Linked DNA regions of Sus scrofa: region 2 is linked to region 1. A link is a contact called in public promoter capture Hi-C data. All regions are on one chromosome and are shown on one strand. The core of a region is the stretch at or near the end of the contact, and the rest is flanking DNA. Distances in the headings are between cores, read along the strand shown. Region 1 holds the start of IP6K2 (inositol hexakisphosphate kinase 2). Region 2 holds the start of DALRD3 (DALR anticodon-binding domain-containing protein 3).

Region 1 (4,276 bases), core at 1,216-3,715:
TTTTGTGTATGCGCTTCCTAAAAACTTCAGCCTTTTTTTTTAAAAGGGGAAGGGAGGAAGGCAGACTGTAAATGAAACAAGATTGGCTAGGAGCTGGTAACTGTAGAAGCTGGTGATGGATGGATGGATGGATGGATGGCTGACAGACCCAAACCAACTATACATCATCATCTTAGGAGTCTCTTAGAAGACATTTTTCTTCAAATTTCTAGGTAAAGGCTAAACTCAATTTTGGGAAAAAGGACCCTACCTTGCTACCAGAATATACTGTAAAACACTAGTGCTACTTGTTACTTTCTTTTTTTTTTGGTCTTTTTAGGGCCATACCCACGGCATATGGAGGTTCCCAAGCTAGGGGTCTAATTAGAGCTGTAGCTGCCGGCCACAGCCATAGCCACAGCAATTTAGGATCCGAGCCTCAACTGTGACCTACACCCCAGCTCAAAGTCGACATTGCATCCTTAAACTACCGAGTAAGGCCAGGGATCGAACCCACATCTTCATGGATACTAGTTGAGTTGGTTACCATTGAGCCACAACAAGAACTCCTACTTGGTTACTTTTATTACTTAGCATGCAAACAGGCAAAAATAGAATTAATTAAAAAAAAAAAGCTTTAAAAATGTAATTGCATGAAAGCAATCATCTCCTATACAAAAATGTGTTCTATTTGTTTAAGGTGATTATCCCACTAGGCAAAATAACTTCACTTAAAAGAAAAGTTCTTCCCAGTGCATCCTCTTTATGAGCCAAACAATGGACAATTTTCACCTCAACAAGCTGGCCTCAGGGAGGCTCAGTCTCATCCCTGTTGCCTAGATACCAGTGACATCTCCCATGCTTAGAGAAGGCTCTGGCACCCCTTGCACCCCTCTGCAAGGAAGACTGGCTAAGGTTCATCGGTCAGCAGTGGTGCTTTCCTCACACATTCCACTGCTCAGACAGATATGGGGCTGGTTTACCACGCACTTGTCTGTCACCTGTGAAGTAGAAATCTATTATGTCTGCTAAACTGGTCTTTAAATTATATCAACTCTAGTCCTGGTTTTCATTCACCTGATTTCTAACAATTCCTGTTAATTCCACTCTAAAGTCACAAAGCAGGTAAACCAACTACAGCAACAGTTAACCCTTCAACTGACTTTTTTCCTCCAGAAAAAGTTACTAAGCAATCAACTGGCCTATTATGTCAATCCGATAAAAGTACTTATTTTGCTCAGTTTTAATTCTGGTGGTGGTTAAAGTTAAAACAATAATAACCCCACCCTGAAACTTCTCTTTAAATACTTAACACCTGGTTGCAGAATGCAATTACACAAACTCCACTGCAGCGACCTTTGTAAATAAGCATCTTAGTTCACTTAAAACGTTACCCTGCTAAAAATGCAAATACTTCAAAAGTTTTAGTACTTTTCCTTAAAACTATTCTTTCAGATGATTTTATCTTATTCTTGCTCCGTGCACATTTTGCTACCAAAATGTTTTATTCCAAGCAGTGTTTAGTTCTATTTCCTCTGGTATTTAAGAGCACTAGATTTTACTGGTTTCTACATTTTCCTTCCACAACATTTGGACTAATTTTCCTGCAATTTAGCTCTAATACATGAAACTGAATAAAAGCCCAAAATGAAACAAATCATTGGGATGCAAGATAAAAAGCAGTCTGTAATCCAATGTGAAAGAAATGAAAGCTCCACCCATAGCGAAGCTTATCTCTATAAAGACGACGTCCTCGGATCCATTTTAGGACTTTGGGGGATAAGAAGGTTAGGTGTGCAGATTTCCCCACGAGACACCCACTGACAAATCGAACTGGCATTCAATACCCAAAATGGCTGCACTTCTGCCGGCTGCAGGTAACCGTACCTGAGGTACTGAGCTGAATTCTATGCCAAAGACTCAAGGAGGCTCCCCTCAATAACCCGGGAGTCGTGGACACCAAAGTCCTGGGGAGGCACTGTAATGATCCAGATCTTGCCCTCCAGCAAAGGCTGCAGACTTCAATGACCGGGAGAGATCCTGCACCTCCCAAATATCTGGGAGACCCCCCAATGACCAGGGATGAGTCTGCCCTTCAAAACCAGGGGAGATATTCTCTCTCCAGTAACGTGAAGAAATAATGCCTCACTCAAATGACCCAGGGAAATCTGGTCCCAAAAGGACCCTGAGATCTCTCGCCCCCCCAAATCATGTAAGAACCCCTCTCAAATAAGCCGAGGACACCCCTAACGACCAACGACCTCGCTTCCCAACGGCCCAGAGAAAACCCCCTCCAAAACCCCCGGGGCGGCAGAGCCACAGGCCCGGCAAAGCGGACGTTACCTGCCGCCTCAGCCCGGTCCAGCGACGCTTCCGTCCTATTGTTTCTCTCCCACCAAGATGGCTGCCGTCGCGCCGAGCCCCGCCCCCCGGGCCTCACTCCCGGAGCCCCTCACTATTGGCTCGCACCAAGAGCCCAGCTCGCGGACTGGGCGGCCCAAAAAGCGCTGTTGCTAGGGCGCCAGGATTCGTTGCAGTGGCTTCCGGAAGGGGCGGGGCATGGGCGGGGTCAGGGGGTGGAGCCTTTTCTGCCTCTGAGGGAGAAGGTGGTCAAGGAGGTCAGGTTGGGTGGACAAATGGGTTTCCAGTTGATCAGTGCAATGCAGGATGCTAGGGGTACTGATGGATCAGCCACTTGTACCGTTTTTCCTGGGTACGAGGGACTTTCTGGGATGCAGGAATTTCAACGCTAACATTGAGAGAGTCTGCATCAACTGGAAAGTTGGTCACCCTAGCAAATAGATGGATAAAGGACTGGATGTGGATGGACAGGAAGACGGACAAAAGAGTGACTGTAGACGGTGGATACATTGGCGGTTATATGCACAGGTAGACAGATGACTAGGTGTAGATGGATGGACAAATGACTAGATATAGAGAGGTGGACAGAGGAATGGCTGTACAACCCTTTGTGGACTGGTGGGTTACCCAGTGCCCAATCCAGGTCCTACCAAGATCCACACTGCAGGGCTTGTCTGGAGTTCCTTTGTCCTCGGCCCTATGTTGGCCAGGAGGGCTCCCAGAGTGAATGTTAATGTGGCTGCCAAAGGAAAGAGAAAGCGGAGATGCTACTGAGAGTGGTTAGAGCATCCTACCTGTTCTCTGTGTGCTGGGGGTTTGCCGAAATATACTCATTCATTCAACAAGTATTTATGAAGCACCTGCGCTCCATGCTAGAAAGATAGCAGGGAACAAAAGCAGGAAAAACAAAACCAAAACCAAAAAACAAATAGTTTTGCCCTTATGAGGATAGACGGGAAAGATTTCTGTGACCAGCTGATCTCCCTTGTTTTGGAAGCACCATCCCTGTGTGGCATCCAGGGCTCCATGTCCTTCTGGTTTCCTCTGACCTCACTGGTTCCTCCTCTTTAACTTTTCTCTGTCTACACTATTTCTCATAGTCTTTCCCAGGTTCATGGCTTCAAATTTCATCTATATGTCAATTACTCCCAAAGGTATATGTCCAATCAGACCTTTCCTGAGTGCCAGACTCAATGTCCAACTGTTGAGTTGACTAGGCACCTGCACTCTGACTTCCACTTGGCATCTCAAACTCAACTTGTGCCACCCTAGCTCTGGCTCATCCCCCAAACTCACTCCATCCCACCTCCCCCAGCTCAAGCGATGGCAGCTCAGTCCTTCCTACTATTCAGGCCAAACACCTTAAAATACCTCTTGACTTTCTTTCCCACTTACATTCAGTGCTTCAGTTGCTTCCATTGCATCATCTATCCAGAATGAGACCATTTCCTGCCAGGTTGATGGCTTCTTCCATCTAGTTCAAGTCCCCACCATCTCTCCCCAGGACAATATCACATCCACGTCCTGGTCTCTTGCTGCTGCCCTTGCACCCCCTTTGTTTGCCTCCAGCACACACACCCCGCCCTACCAGCCTCCTAGAGCTTCCCACATGTCATACTCTGCACAGCTCAGGTGGAAATCTCTCTGTTTTGCTCATGGATGTCTCCTGAGTACCGCAAGCCCTTTACTAAGCTGCACAAATACTTGATGCCAAGTGATAAATGCTATGGAAAAAAAAATAAAATGGCTCAGTGGAAGGTTGGAACAGGATGAGAGGGCCCAAGATTGAGGCTAGCCTGGTTATGTTCAGAAGGCCCCGCTGACACCCACTGGGATTTTACCTGTTCCTGTTCTCTGTCTGTGTCTTCAGGACCTGCAGTGGCTGCTGTAGTTATAGAATAAAAGCCCAACAGGCACCAGTCATTCAGGCCCTCAC
Region 2 (4,276 bases), core at 1,090-3,589, 250 kb after region 1:
CTGGAGAGGGCAGGTGCGCCTGAGGAAATTCTGGCGACCGCGTTGGTCCTACGGCCCCAGCACTGGCACTCGCACCGCGTGGTCGGCCCCCGGGTCCGAAATCTCTCGTCCGCTCCGGGCCTACAGTTCTCTAGCTGTCGCTTGACTTAGCAACCAAGTAAAGAATCCACGCGACCCAGTGGGGGCTCAGATAGAGATCTCTGTCTTCATCTAAGTCTTGTATTTATGTATTTGTGATAACGTTTTATTTCCCCCATTTGCACATGATCAAAATGCAGAAGTTCCAAGTGAACTGTCACTGAAATAGGGCAGCTAACATTATGACCTACTGGGAAAAAATCCTCATTTTTAAGAGAATTTATGTTCTGCAACTTAAGGTTATTTGCAAGCATTCCTTTTGAGATGTGAGTTGTCTTTATTCCCAGTAAATCCCAGTCCGCTAGAACTGCTGGTTTTCTCCCCTTGAATTTTGAGGAATTAGAACCACCATGATGGCTTCCAGAACTGCCAGCTTTTCAAGTTTCTCCTTTAACCTAGTATACTTTAACAGGGATCCTCCCACTTCCTGGTTAAGGCAACCAGCCTTTGTGGCTCAACTAAACAATGTGACCATAAGAAGTCCCAGCTTAAGAACAGCTCTTGTCCCTCTACCAGTGATAAACCTCTTTCCTCTGTCCCAGGAAGGCTCCAGAATGTCTCCATTTCTAGTAACTTAAACCCCCTTTTCTCTCTCCTTTTTGTAGCTGCAACCTTGGCATGTGGAAATTCCCAGGCCAGGGACTAAACCCCAACCACAGCAGTAATGACACCAAATCCTTAATCACTGGGCCACCAGGGAAATCCCCCTCTTTCTCTCTTTTTTTTTTACTAGGGATTGAACTTGATGCAGCAGAACATCCATAATCTCTGCCCTGGAGAAGTGAGAGTGCCCAGAACTCAGAAGAGAGAGGATTCTAGGAGCAGGAAAAGCTTGGCAAGGTCCCTTTCTGGGCCAGGGTTGCAAGGCCCTGCAGGGAGGCTCCGAAAGAGCACTGGGCGGACACGACATTCCCGATGGCTACTTGGGTGCCCACTCAACGGGAGTGATCGTGTCATTCCAAAGCACTTTCCATGCCGCAGGTGCACAACCTAGGGTCAGCTGCTAATAGGATTGGGGGCCAGAGGCTGAGCTGGGGTCTTCAGCTACTCTTGGTGCATGAGGACACTTACAGTGGCTTTACCCCAGGAAGTGAAGGGCTATCTTTAGTCAGCTGTGGGCTGGGGTGGCCCTGGGGGACTCACCACCATTGCAGACCACCATTGCAGCCCAATCAGAAGTCCCTGTGTCCTCCCTCCCTTGCCAGTGCTACCTTGGGATCCAAGAGATGGCCACAGCCTGGGCTCCCCGACGTCTACGCCTGTCATTTCCAGCCTGAGGGCGCACCTGAGAGAGGGACAGAAATCAGAGTGGCCCGATAAAGTATGTCTGGGGATCAGGGGCTAGCCCACCGAATCTGGGCCAGAACGCTGCTCAGGCAAGAGAGCAGGGAACGAAATCCAAGTGCAGCTGGAATGCTCTGGAGACAACAGCTGCTTTTGGGATTCCGTTGCCCGCTGTCCAGCCGTGGGGAGTGGGAGGTTGAGAGGGGTAATCTCTTGCCTTGGTGCCAGATCAAACTTCCTACATTCCCAGTCCCAGGAGAGGGAGCCAAGAGAAGGTGGTGAAATCAAGTGCGGTAGGAACGAGCCGCTCGCTCACCTGGGCCCCAAAACAATAGGTGTGGTGGGGACCCCCCCCCCCGGGACTGGGTCCCAATCTGGATTAGATCCACGGGGTAGGATTAATCCTGTTGGTCCCATGCAGTCAGGGCCACTACACTGGCGGTGGCGGGGCGGGCTTCAGGATCAGCCAAGAGGGAAGCGCGCCCGTGGGGCCTCGGAGAGGAAGTAAACCCTCCCCTGGGACACCCCCGCACCCGGGCCCTTTGTCTGGTGACGCTGCCAGTGTCGGGAGTGCGAGAAGCCCAATGAGCCCTCAAGGCAGCGACGGGACCCCCGGAGATCTACTGAGAACGTCCTCGGTTGTTCGAAACCCCCCCGCCAGCCTGGCCCCGCGGGCGGCAGACGCAGCAATGTTTCCCCGGAGGCCACCATACAGTAGGCGCGCCGAGATGTCGGAACCTGCGCGGGCGCCAGCGACTCTGGCACCAGTAGGCCTTCTGATTCGGCTCAAGACGCGGGGGAGGGATTCTCTGGACGCAGAGCGAGGTGAACAAGAATAGGGCGATACTCCGGCCGCTGTATAGTTCAATGTCTGGTCCGTTTCGGCCCGGTCCGACCCAGGAGCAGCAACGACCAGCCTGACGTCGCGTCCTCTTCCGCTTGTTCTAGCCGCAGAGTTGGAGCCATTTTAAGGCGAAACCACTCAGCCACGCCCCCTCGCCCTCCAGAGAAGCCAATCCAAGCGCAACGACGCCTGGTGTGAAACGCCGCGGCGTTGCCAACGGTCGCGCGGGTGAACGGTTGGGAGGGGCTGAACTCGGAGGGCGAGAGGGGGAAACCTGAGCTGCCCGCACCGCCCTCGGAATCCGACTCCGCGAAGCCGGGATTAGAAATTTGGAGGCTGGCACCACGCCCTGGCCAGGTGTGCGGGACTCGAACAGGTGCTAGGCCGCCCCTCCCCGGGTCCCAAGAGCCCGGCTTAATGGCTAAGAGCCGGGGGCCCGGCCGCGGCTGGGGCTCAGACTGTGCTGAGGCCTGTCACGCCACCAGGTGTCCGGCTCCCCCAGAACGGCCTGCGGGGGCCTGGGGCGGGGCGGACGGCAGCTGCAGACACTGGAGCCGCACCGGGAGACCCGCCCTGCTGGGACCTAAGCCCCTGGTCGGCTCCCTCCCGTCTCCAGCCCGGGGCCGGCAGAGCTGCGCGGTGCCCTCCGCGACGCTGGGGGCGCTGTCGTTGCTCCGGGCTGGGTGACGCCACGACCCCGCTGACCCTGCGCCGGTCTCCCTGTGCGCTGATCCGCCATGGCAGCGGTGTTCGTGCTTCGGAGCTTGTATCGAGCGCGACACATCCTTCGCTGGCCGCTCGCGCAGCTGTCCTGGTGAGGCCGGACCCACCGTCCCTGACCACCTGCCCCCCACAGCCAGCGACTCCCAGCCCCTTAGACCCCGACCATACCCCTCCGCAGGGCCCCAGGGCGTGGGCATCGGCTCACGCCGACGGATGATGAGCTGTATCAGCGGACGCGAATATCTCTGCTGCAGCGCGAGTCCCCGCAGGCGATGTACATCGACAGCTACAGCAGCCGCGGCTTCGTGGTCAATGGAAATCGCGTGCTTGGGCCCTGCGCGCTGCTTCCGCACTCGGTGGTGCAGTGGAACGTGAGCCCTTCCCTGCAATAAGGAAACCCGAGGACCAGAGTCAGGCCTGCCTTCCTGACTCCGTCCTTGGCAAACTTGGCTTTTCTTTTGCCCCGCTTTGGAGCAGGTAGAGGGTCGGTGGGGAAACCTCCATAGACTTGTAATTAACTTGTCTCCTTCCCACACAGGTAGGTTCCCACCAGGACATCACCGAAGGAAGCTTCTCTCTCTTTTGGATGCTGGAGCCCCGAATAGGTACTGGAGGAAGGGAAGGCTGAGGTGATGAGCCCCGGAAACCCACCCTCTCGATAGACCTCGTTGCAGCCTTGCTATGCTCATCTTTCCCTAGAGATTGTTGTGGTGGGCACTGGAGACCGGACTGAGCGGCTGCAGCCCCAGGTGCTGCGAGCCATGAGGCAGCGGGGCATCGCTGTGGAAGTGCAGGACACAGTATGTCTGGTACTCGGGAATGCTGAGGCGAGCCCAGGCCTGGCCTTGGCCCTAGCCCAGCTGATGCTGGCTTTCTCTTTGCAGCCCAATGCCTGTGCCACTTTCAACTTCCTGTGTCATGAAGGCCGGGTGACAGGAGCTGCTCTCATTCCCCCACCTGGAGGGGCTGCTCTCACATCTTTGGCCCAAGTCTCAAAAAAATGAACCACCAGGAACCTTGCCACCCTTTGCTGAGTGCAGGGGTTTCCAGTTTTTACTAGCTCCTCCCCTTTGGCACTGTAACAACTTGTCTTTCTAGCCAGCAAATTAATAATTTAATCTACTTCTCACAATTTTGTACTAGGTGTATTGCTGGACAGGAGCTGCTGGCTCCGTGGGTTCATGGAGGGGGTTGTGAAAAAATCAAGGGGATACTCAAGAGGCGAGGAAGCTGTATAGGTGTCTGTTATAAACTGTACATCTCTTTGCTCACATGCAGATTTGAGGG

What was found. Promoter capture Hi-C pulls out the DNA fragments that hold promoters and counts their contacts.
Region 2: a contact with region 1 is called in a promoter capture Hi-C map of fetal liver, with 2.9 times the contacts expected there. The contact joins the promoter of DALRD3 here to the promoter of IP6K2 in region 1. A contact is called at or near these places in 1 of 5 promoter capture datasets (fetal liver) and 1 of 2 datasets of contacts at active chromatin or transcription factors (alveolar macrophages).

Annotation. Positions count from the first base shown.
Region 1 is chr13:31,404,524-31,408,799 of Sscrofa11.1, forward strand. It overlaps IP6K2 (inositol hexakisphosphate kinase 2), which reads right to left and starts at 2,466. Exons shown (of 6, transcript XM_021070643.1): 1 at 2,323-2,466.
Region 2 is chr13:31,653,967-31,658,242 of Sscrofa11.1, forward strand. DALRD3 (DALR anticodon-binding domain-containing protein 3) reads right to left here and starts at 2,340. Exons shown (of 14, transcript XM_021070653.1): 1 at 2,136-2,340; 2 at 1,350-1,423. The coding sequence starts at 1,404. NDUFAF3 (NADH:ubiquinone oxidoreductase complex assembly factor 3) reads left to right here and starts at 2,975. Exons shown (of 5, transcript NM_001243606.1): 1 at 2,975-3,080; 2 at 3,168-3,360; 3 at 3,528-3,594; 4 at 3,689-3,789; 5 at 3,874-4,121. The coding sequence starts at 3,004. The coding sequence ends at 3,993. MIR425 (microRNA 425) reads right to left here and starts at 1,107; the gene lies at 1,028-1,107. It overlaps MIR191 (microRNA 191), which reads right to left and starts at 1,597; the gene lies at 1,518-1,597.